Linked DNA regions of Pan troglodytes: region 1 is linked to region 2. Evidence: chromatin contacts called from public HiChIP or PLAC-seq data. All regions are on one chromosome and are shown on one strand. Each heading gives the region's core, a stretch centred on a gene start, on an enhancer-like site or on the middle of the called end of the contact. The rest is flanking DNA. Distances are from core to core; before and after follow the strand shown. Region 1 overlaps KLHL32 (kelch like family member 32). Region 2 holds the start of NDUFAF4 (NADH:ubiquinone oxidoreductase complex assembly factor 4).

Region 1 (4,489 bases), core at 1,344-3,843, 150 kb after region 2:
CACTGTGTTTGGGACACTGCTTGAATAGACCTTGGGATGCAGTGCAGTCTTCGTGGGTGTCCTTGCACAGCCATGCATGGAGGCCATTATTACAGCAGAACCAGTGGTGGAGGGCATAGAGGCCAGGCTGCTCTTGCTCTGCAGGGCTTGTTTTGGGAGCAAGGTTGGAAGCAAATGGTGACATAAACTGACTCTGGGCAGATCTGCCTTAGAGAGAAAAGGACAAAGTGAATCTAAGAAAATACAAACTCCAGTTACACTGGTGGGCAAGAGGGCCCATCCTGTTACCCTGGCCTCCCTTACTCTCCTCACTTTGAAACTGTGGCCAAGTTTTTTCATGTTTCAGACCAGTCCTGAGTAGAAGAGGCATGAGGAAGAAGGAAGAGAAATACTCTGATGGAAATGTTGCCTGGGAGATGGATCCCAGTCCAAACTAGACAAGAGGTCAGCCACCCGGGAGCAGGCAGGTGTTTTTAGAAAATCAAAAAGCAAAAACCAAAAAACCCAGCCTGACAGTAAAGAGCAGAAAACATCAAGACCCTTTCATAAAAAGAAGAGCCCTGCTTGGAAAGTAGAACTTCCAGCACCAAAGGCCTTGGGATAAGCCTTTAGAAATTTGAGTACCTTAGGACCGAAATGGAAGCAAATAGGACTGCGAACCACAATAAAGTTTATTGTTTAACACTCTGGCTATGATGATGTCAAGGAATATACACTATATGCCAAGCACTGTGATAAATACCTTACATGTAGTGGAGGAAGGGTTGAAACCTAGTTAGCTTCCTCTTAATTTCTGGGGAGCTCTCCTCATTTTCTGTCCGTTGGAGACTGATGAAGAGATTCCAGAAACCCAGTGGAGAGAGAAACTCTGCACCAAATGATAGTGACGTTTATAGTCCCCTTTACAATTCTCCACTTCCAGGCACTGCTAACTCTGTCAGCTGTGAACCAATTATGTCATATCCGGGCTTCTGAAGAAGGATGCCTTGGGATCTGTGTTCCCTTGCATTTCTCTTTATTATTCAGTAACTCCAGCCCTTGGCTTCTGAAAATCACAGAAGAACCCATCTCTTGGGGGATATTCACCCTAAATACATTTCTCTGACCCAGAGAATGCTTCAATATGATCTTTACAAGGAAATATTGTATCACCATTACTGTTCTTATTTTGAAGCCTTTTGGCAATCAAGAAAACTATCATACTCTGTTAAGGGAAAAATTACTTTAAAAATATTCATTCAGTCAGAGGTCTCACCATAGTAACTTTTTTTTTTTGATTGTCATTTGGTTCCCTAATAAGTTCACATGACTTTTTTTTATATAGCCCTGATAATGCAAACACTATGCATTACATTTTGATGATCATTGAAGCTGTATTCCCCACAGCAGAATACTTTTCTCGGGAGACCTGAGCATCGGGCCAGGCAGCAGAGTGACAGGAATCTTAATTGGATCTGCTTTCTCATGGACCATCCCTTCAGGGGTAGAAGTATCCATTTATATGGAGAAAGTCTCTGTCAGATTTACTTATAAACATAACCCAATTGAGCTAAATAGTAGCACATGGAGCAAACATGGGAGAAAATTTTTAAAATGTTTCTCTCAGGAGTAGTGTTAAGACTATTCAGTGGTTTAAATATTTTAGCTTCCCAATCCTTTCTTTAGCTGGCAGTAACTACCTGGCAAGTAAAAGGCCCTGAGGCACCTCCACTGTGCCTTGCACTCTGGAGGGTACACAGTGAAATCCACATTTTAAGGAAGAATATAGCATCCCTTCCTTACCTGCTGGGGCTATATTCCAAGACCCCAGTGGATGCCTGAAACCTCAGATAAGTACCAAACCCTATATATACTATGTTTTTTTCCTATCCATACACACCTGTCATAAAATTTAGTTTATAAATTAGGCACAATAAGATTAACAACAATTACTAACAATAAAGTAGAGCAATTATAACAATACACCAGCATCACCTCTCTTGCACCTTGGGGCCATTATTAAGTAAAATAAACACAAGCACTGAGATACTGCCACAGTGGTCTGATAACCCAGAGGGCTACTAGGTTACTAACAGGCAGAGAGCATCTACAATGAGGATATGCTGAACAAAGGAATGATTCATGTCTTGGTAGGACAGAGTGGGATGGTGGGAGATTGCATCATGCCACTCAGAATGGTGCATAATTTAAAACTCATGAATCGTTTATTTCTAGAATTTTCTGTGTAATATTTTTGGACTGCAGTTTACCATGGGTAACTGAAACCGTAGAAAGCGAAACCGTCGATAACAGAGGGGGTGGGGGGACTACTTTATTTTGAATTTTGCAGAAAGTGACATTTCTCCTTACCTTCTTGTCAGACCTATGCCAGAGTCCATAACTGGAGTGTTGACATGGAAAGTTTGAGAAGTGTGAAACAAAAGAGGAAGTTTGAATTTCATCAGTTACTTTTTTGCTTTTTTAGATCTTTTGAAACTAGTTATTTGCCTTGGGGGAGATTTTCTCTTTTATCAGTGCATTATTGAAACAAACAAGCAGATTAGTCTGCTTCCTGTTTGACAGTGAAGTCATAAAATATGAACAGCTTTGTTGGTCCCAAGACCTGTCTCTTTCTCACAGAGAACAGCTGATTCACAGTCAGGTCATGTAGGAGGGCCTCCCACCTGTAGGGCAGGGCCAATTCTAAGTGACAATCTCTGCTTCACGCCAGTCTGTTCTCCTTTATTAAATTTCTCTGTGCTATCCAGTCAGAATGTGCTCAGAGTGTAGTTTGTGCTGCAAGAATTATAAAGCCATTCATTCAGCAGATTCGTGTCTAAAATGTCTCTGTGCAAAGAAGTTTAACTGTGGCCACCCTTCTAAGATCAGCTTTCCAATTCAGTATGTTTTGATTTTTGAAAAATGTATTCTTGTTTTTCCCAAATAATTTATAAATTTATGTGTTCATTTTCTTGCTGTCACTTGGCAGAAATAGAATGCGCACTCCCCCAACCCAAAATCTGATTTGGATGTTGAGACTGATAATGCCACACACCCCAACAGGATGTGAAAAGGTTTATTCCTCACATAATGAGGCTTTCTGGAGAGAGCAGGGTGACTCCTAAGCAGGTGCAAAAATGGCTTCAGAGAGCCTGGAGGTATGGCTGGCTTTAGCTTTTATTGTGGGGCAGGGGCAAGGGCTACCCGCAGGTAGGGCTTGTGTATTTTGGAGAGAGTTTTCAGGCTGTTTTAAACCTTTGCTCAGATGTAGGGCAAGCAGGAAAATAGGGAAGGGTGGGGCTTGAAAGCCATCCGGAGTGAAATAACAAAAATAGGGGCAGACTCTATTACATTCGTCTAGCATTCTACTTGAGTAATAGTCACATTTCAGGCACAGACATTTTCCTTTGGAATATTATTAAACTCAGTCACCTAATGAAAACACAATGTGGGCTGGACGCAGTGGCTCATGCTTGTAATCCCAGCACTTTGGGAGGCCGAGGTGGGCAGATCACCTGTGGTCAGGAGTTTGAGACCAGCCTGGCCAACATGGCAAAACCCCATCTCTACTAAAAATAAAAAAATTCACCAGGTGTGGCGGTGGACACCTGTAATACCAGCTACTCAGGAGGCTGAGGCAGGAGAACCACTTGAACTCCGGAAGTGGAGGCTGCAGTGAGCCAAGATCATGCCACTGCACTCCAGCCTGGGAAACAAGAGCGAAACTCCATCTCAGACAAACAAACAAACAAAAAACACATGTGTTTGAACAATATTCTTACAGCATTTATAATCTTTTCTGGCACCAATTCTGTGCTGAGGAACCCACTGTGGGCTAAGGTGCCTGAGGTCGTATGTACAGATCATGCACACTGATAACACTGTGAGGGTCTCCAGATACCTTAGATAATATAGAAGACAAGGATGAGTGTGGCCCCTTCTGTGTTTTAACCGTATCTCCCTTGTGTAAAAATCCATTCAAATGAGCTGGATTTGTTGTTCTTTCCTCCATTCTCCTTCCAACTCTCAGCACCTCCCACTCTACCCCATTGCCAGTATTGGGAATAGAAAAAGAAATATTTCCTTTTTGCTCTTGATAATGGTTTTATTGTCATAGGTGGGGCAATAAACAGTCTTTCTCTGACATTCTCCAAAGTAGAAATGGCGAGTATCCAGTAACTCCAAACAGTAGATCAACCCTCCTAGTTAACTCAGTGGGTTTTGCACTTCTGTGCACGTGTTTCTTTTGAATGTTTCAACAGAAAGTTCCATTGCTACATATTTCATAATCCATGGTGTGCATCTGAGATTTTTACTTTGCCATGGTGGGTAAACAGCACAGATATCATTACAACTTTGTTCCTTCTTGATCATGGGAATTTCTGAGTGTTGACTGCACTCAGAATCATTTCCTAAAGAAATTTCGATCCTTCCTTTAGGTGCTCCCTCAAATCATCTTAGTGGAGGGAAGTTAATCATTTATATAGTGGGGAGTCTTGGTTAGTTCCTT
Region 2 (3,921 bases), core at 1,136-3,635:
ATATACGTATCTCTTTACGCATTATATGTATAACTGAGTCTTATACATACAAAGCATTAATTTTTTTTTGCTCCCAAGAGTGAATTTTCAGATGCATAATTAAGTAACATGAGAGAAAGAATACTTGGGGAGTATTACTCAACACCTATTTTAAAATGACGTAAGAACACAGACATTAACCCTATACTTTTTTCATGTGAGCATTTGGTGATAACTGAACCCTACAATTACTATGTGCAGCGATTAACAGATCTTGTTTTATTTCTCCTCTGTAGTGAAAATAATATTAATAATTCTATCTGTGCAAATATCCAGAGAGAGAGGGACAGTACCAGAATATTTTAGAATGAAAAAAAAAATCTGGAAGTTGTTGGCACTTCCTTGGCCTTTAATCAAACTTTTACCCCTAACTAGAATCTTCCTGCCCCCAAAAACTCATCTGGTTAACTCCAACTGATCCCTCCTCAGGCCTGAGCATAACTATCACTTCCTCAGAAACCATCCTTGATCCTCCCATTTCAAAGAGGTCCCTCCAATATACTCAGCAGTGCACGTACTTTTCCCATAATTACGGTCACATTGTTGCTCATTTGTTTAATGGCTGTGTCCTTCACAACATCATAGGCCCTGTGAAAATAAGGACTAATTTTGTTCATCACTATATACAAAGCACTTGTGCCCAGGACTTACATAATACAGAATATGGATTTACACATAGGTTCCCATTCCTAATGTATTCTTTGATCCTTCTAATTTTAAATATCCTATCTGAATACATCCTTAAAAAAAAAACAGAACACCCCACAAAATCCAACAACACTACTTACTAAAGGAGTCTCTGAGATTAGAACATACCTCAATCCACAGAAGAATGAGAAAATAATATTAAAGCTCTGCTTTTGTCACTCAAATGACAACCACTGGAAGTAATGCCTTACCAAATCCTACAAATTCTGAAATACTATGAAATAATTCACACAGTTGCTTGTATCAATACTTCCACAAGTTATTTTAGAATTCTGGTAAATATCCAGTGAACCAAGGCATAAGTGTCTTGCTGTCTTACACCACTGTGCTTAAACTTTGCCAAGGCCCGTAGAATGATCACAACACACACTTGCAGAGCACTTTTTTTACGACTTGCCACACTTAATCATTTTCCTGAAGCCCCAAAATAAGTAAATTGTGTATTCACTTAATTAAACATACATTTACCTGCAAGGAAGACACAGGATCTTTGGAATCAACATACACATCTTTTAGAAACGACAGCAGCTTTTCATCTTTACAAGCAATCTCTCCTTTAACTTCTGGATAGACTAAGGAAAGGAAAAAAAGTCACAATATTAAAATCAAGGAAAATTTCCTGTAATATCCTAAACGCTTAACACAAACGCTTTCTTTTCTTTTCTTTTTTGAGTCGGAGTCTCGCTCTGTCGCCCAGACTGGAGTGCAGTCGCGCGATCTCGGCTCCCTGCAACCTCCGCCTCCGGGGTTCGAGAGATTCTCCCACCTCAGCCTCCCGACAAGCTGAGGCTACAGGCGCGCCACCACGCCCGGCTAATTTTTGCATTGTTTGTAGAGACGGGGTTTTGCCATGTTGGCCAGGCTGGTCTCGAACTCCTGACCTCAGGTGATCTGCCCGCCTCGGCCTCCCAAAGTGCTGAGATTACAGGCTTGAGCTACCGCGCCCGGCCTAACCACTTTAATTTTTTTAAAAAATAAACATAATCATTTGGACTGTTAGGAAAATACTTTAGATGGAAATCAAAATTCCAGGTCAGGCTCTGCGTCCATCGTCCAGTGAAGACCCCTAGAGAAAGCTCTGTGACCCTCTCGGATTTTGATTCCCTGTATCAAGTCCGTGACAGCAGCCGGCGAGGGCCTGGTTAGCGGGAGCACTGGCCGCTGCCTCTGGGTCTCGGAAGTAGGCGGGGCCGCCGACCTCACCGCGGGCGCGGAGGACAGTCTCAATGTCACCGGCCTGGCGGCTCCCCCTTCCAACGCTCCGCCAACCCGAGCGGCTGCGGCCGAGCAGGCTGACGCCGATCCCTCGGCCTCCGGACCCACGCTAGGGACAGCCGGGCAGCACAGGGACTCCGCGCCCCCGGGCCCCGAAACGCCCTCGCACCACTCACGACTAATCTGCTCTCGCAGGAGGCTGTTGGTAGAGGGGTGTCTGGGAGCGACAGAGGGCTTCATCTTGCTGATTTCCCGTTCCGCTCGGTTCTCTAGGTTGAAATTCCTGATACCGCGAATCACTAGTGCTCCCATCTCCTCATAACATTATGCGCTCAGGTTCAGGCCGCACGTGGGAACACCGGCGCAGGACAACTCCGGGACACCAAGAGCATGCGCACAAGTCAGGGGAAGCCCCGCCGCGGGCGCTTAAATGCGTGCCCGTCGCCCCCTAGCGCTCGGGAGGCCACACACCGCTTCTCTGCCCAGGGCATTTAAAAGGGAGCCCCTCCCTTCGGGGCGAGTGACTGCTCCCACGGGGGCCGCTTCCGGCGGGAGGTGGCGGGGCTTAAGTCCCCAGACCCACGGTTGCTTTTAACGCTGGAACTCCGAGGGAGTCACCCGGGAAGCTCTGTAAAGTTCTGTGCCGGGCCCTACCCCAGACTTTCTGATTTAATTCTTGTGGAGTGAGGCCCAGCATTGGATAAGACTCCACGTGATTCCAAAGTTTCAGTGAAGAGTTGAAAATCAAAGTCGTAAGGAAGTTGACCTTGAAGTTGTTTCACAGGGCAATGCCACCAAAGAGTTAGCCGATAAAAATGGAACTTACTGAACCAGGGTCAAACTGGGCTCTCAAGTTGCCCTTTCCTGCTTTTGTGAAAGGAAAATAATGAAAGGATGTTCCTTGTCGATGAGTATTTGTTCTCAGCCGCTCTCATTTAAATGCCTCTTATTTTCCTGTCCCCCCGCCTGATGCATTTTCAAGCCACTGTATTCTTTTTCCATTATTTTTTACATCCCGTTCTCATTTGACCTAATGGTATCGATTTTAGTTATACTTTCCCTTATCTTATTTTTGCTACTAATTTACTTCTCCATGCTACTAAATGCTGAGTCATTCCCTCTCCTATTTCTCTTCTCTCTTGCCTTCTTCATTCTTTTTAAGCCTCTGTGTAATTTAATGAAAGGAACAGACAATAAGACGTCAGAAAAAACAAACAAACAAACAAACAAAAAAACGAGTGTTACATTCACCTTCTCCGTCTCTCTCCATTTCCTGAATGGGTTACTGTAGTGCTGCTTTTATTTAAGACCCTTTAGAAATATTGTTATTAATCTAAAATAAAACCCATCAGGAAGGAAGCAGTAGGAAGGAGGTTACAGTATTTCTCTTACTGTGGCTGCAAAATCTATTTTTAGTGTTCTGATCTCTGCTTAGCAAAATGAAGTAGAGTGGATGTTTTTAACCAGCTTAAAGTAAGAAAATATTGATGTAAAGATAATCGAATAGAATAATAATAATAAAACAAGAATCAAAGAACCAAAATGAAGAAAGGGAAAGTTTTTTAAAAAGAAAACTAATATAATCATTAAATATAATGCTTAATCAGAGCAAAAGCACTGCAAGGAAGATGGCTTCAGCCACTCTAATTTAAATGCCCTTTATTTAATTATACTGAACATTTTTACAGGGATTGGTATTTGGAATTTATGGAAGCTGAAATCAGTGATCTCAGATAGCATTAACTGGGAAGTTATCCTGAAGATGGCAGGCTGCTCCAAGATTTCTATCTTTGATACTTTTAAGCATGCTTGTGATTCAGGGCTTTTTAGGCACGGTATTTCTATTTCTACGGGTGCTAAGAAATTTTAATCTGCCTCATTATGTCTATGTGCTTTAATCATGGTAGCAATTCGACTCACTGCCTGTTAAAATATTTTAAAAGTGAAAATCTCATTTTC

The links. HiChIP or PLAC-seq counts read pairs in DNA pulled down with a chosen protein or histone mark.
Region 1: an H3K4me3 HiChIP or PLAC-seq map of stem cell-derived excitatory neurons shows a contact between it and region 2, with 8 times the contacts expected there. The contact joins the enhancer-like site here to the promoter of NDUFAF4 in region 2. A contact is called at or near these places in 4 of 7 Hi-C or Micro-C datasets (blood, induced pluripotent stem cells and stem cell-derived neural progenitor cells), 1 of 1 datasets of contacts at active chromatin or transcription factors (stem cell-derived excitatory neurons) and 1 of 1 other capture datasets (stem cell-derived neural stem cells).

What each region holds. Positions count from the first base shown.
Region 1 is chr5:108,987,933-108,992,421 of NHGRI_mPanTro3-v2.0_pri, forward strand. All of the region lies in intron 5 of KLHL32 (kelch like family member 32), which reads left to right. Among named protein-coding and RNA genes, the nearest start is that of KLHL32, 150 kb to the left of the region's middle. Within about 2 kb of position 2,594, at least 9 of the 24 cell types and tissues checked have an H3K27ac peak or open chromatin away from gene starts, as enhancers often do.
Region 2 is chr5:108,834,157-108,838,077 of NHGRI_mPanTro3-v2.0_pri, forward strand. NDUFAF4 (NADH:ubiquinone oxidoreductase complex assembly factor 4) reads right to left here and starts at 2,386. Exons shown (of 3, transcript XM_001135738.6): 1 at 2,139-2,386; 2 at 1,216-1,319. The coding sequence starts at 2,274. It overlaps KLHL32 (kelch like family member 32), which reads left to right and starts at 2,556. Exons shown (of 8, transcript XM_016956028.4): 1 at 2,556-3,921.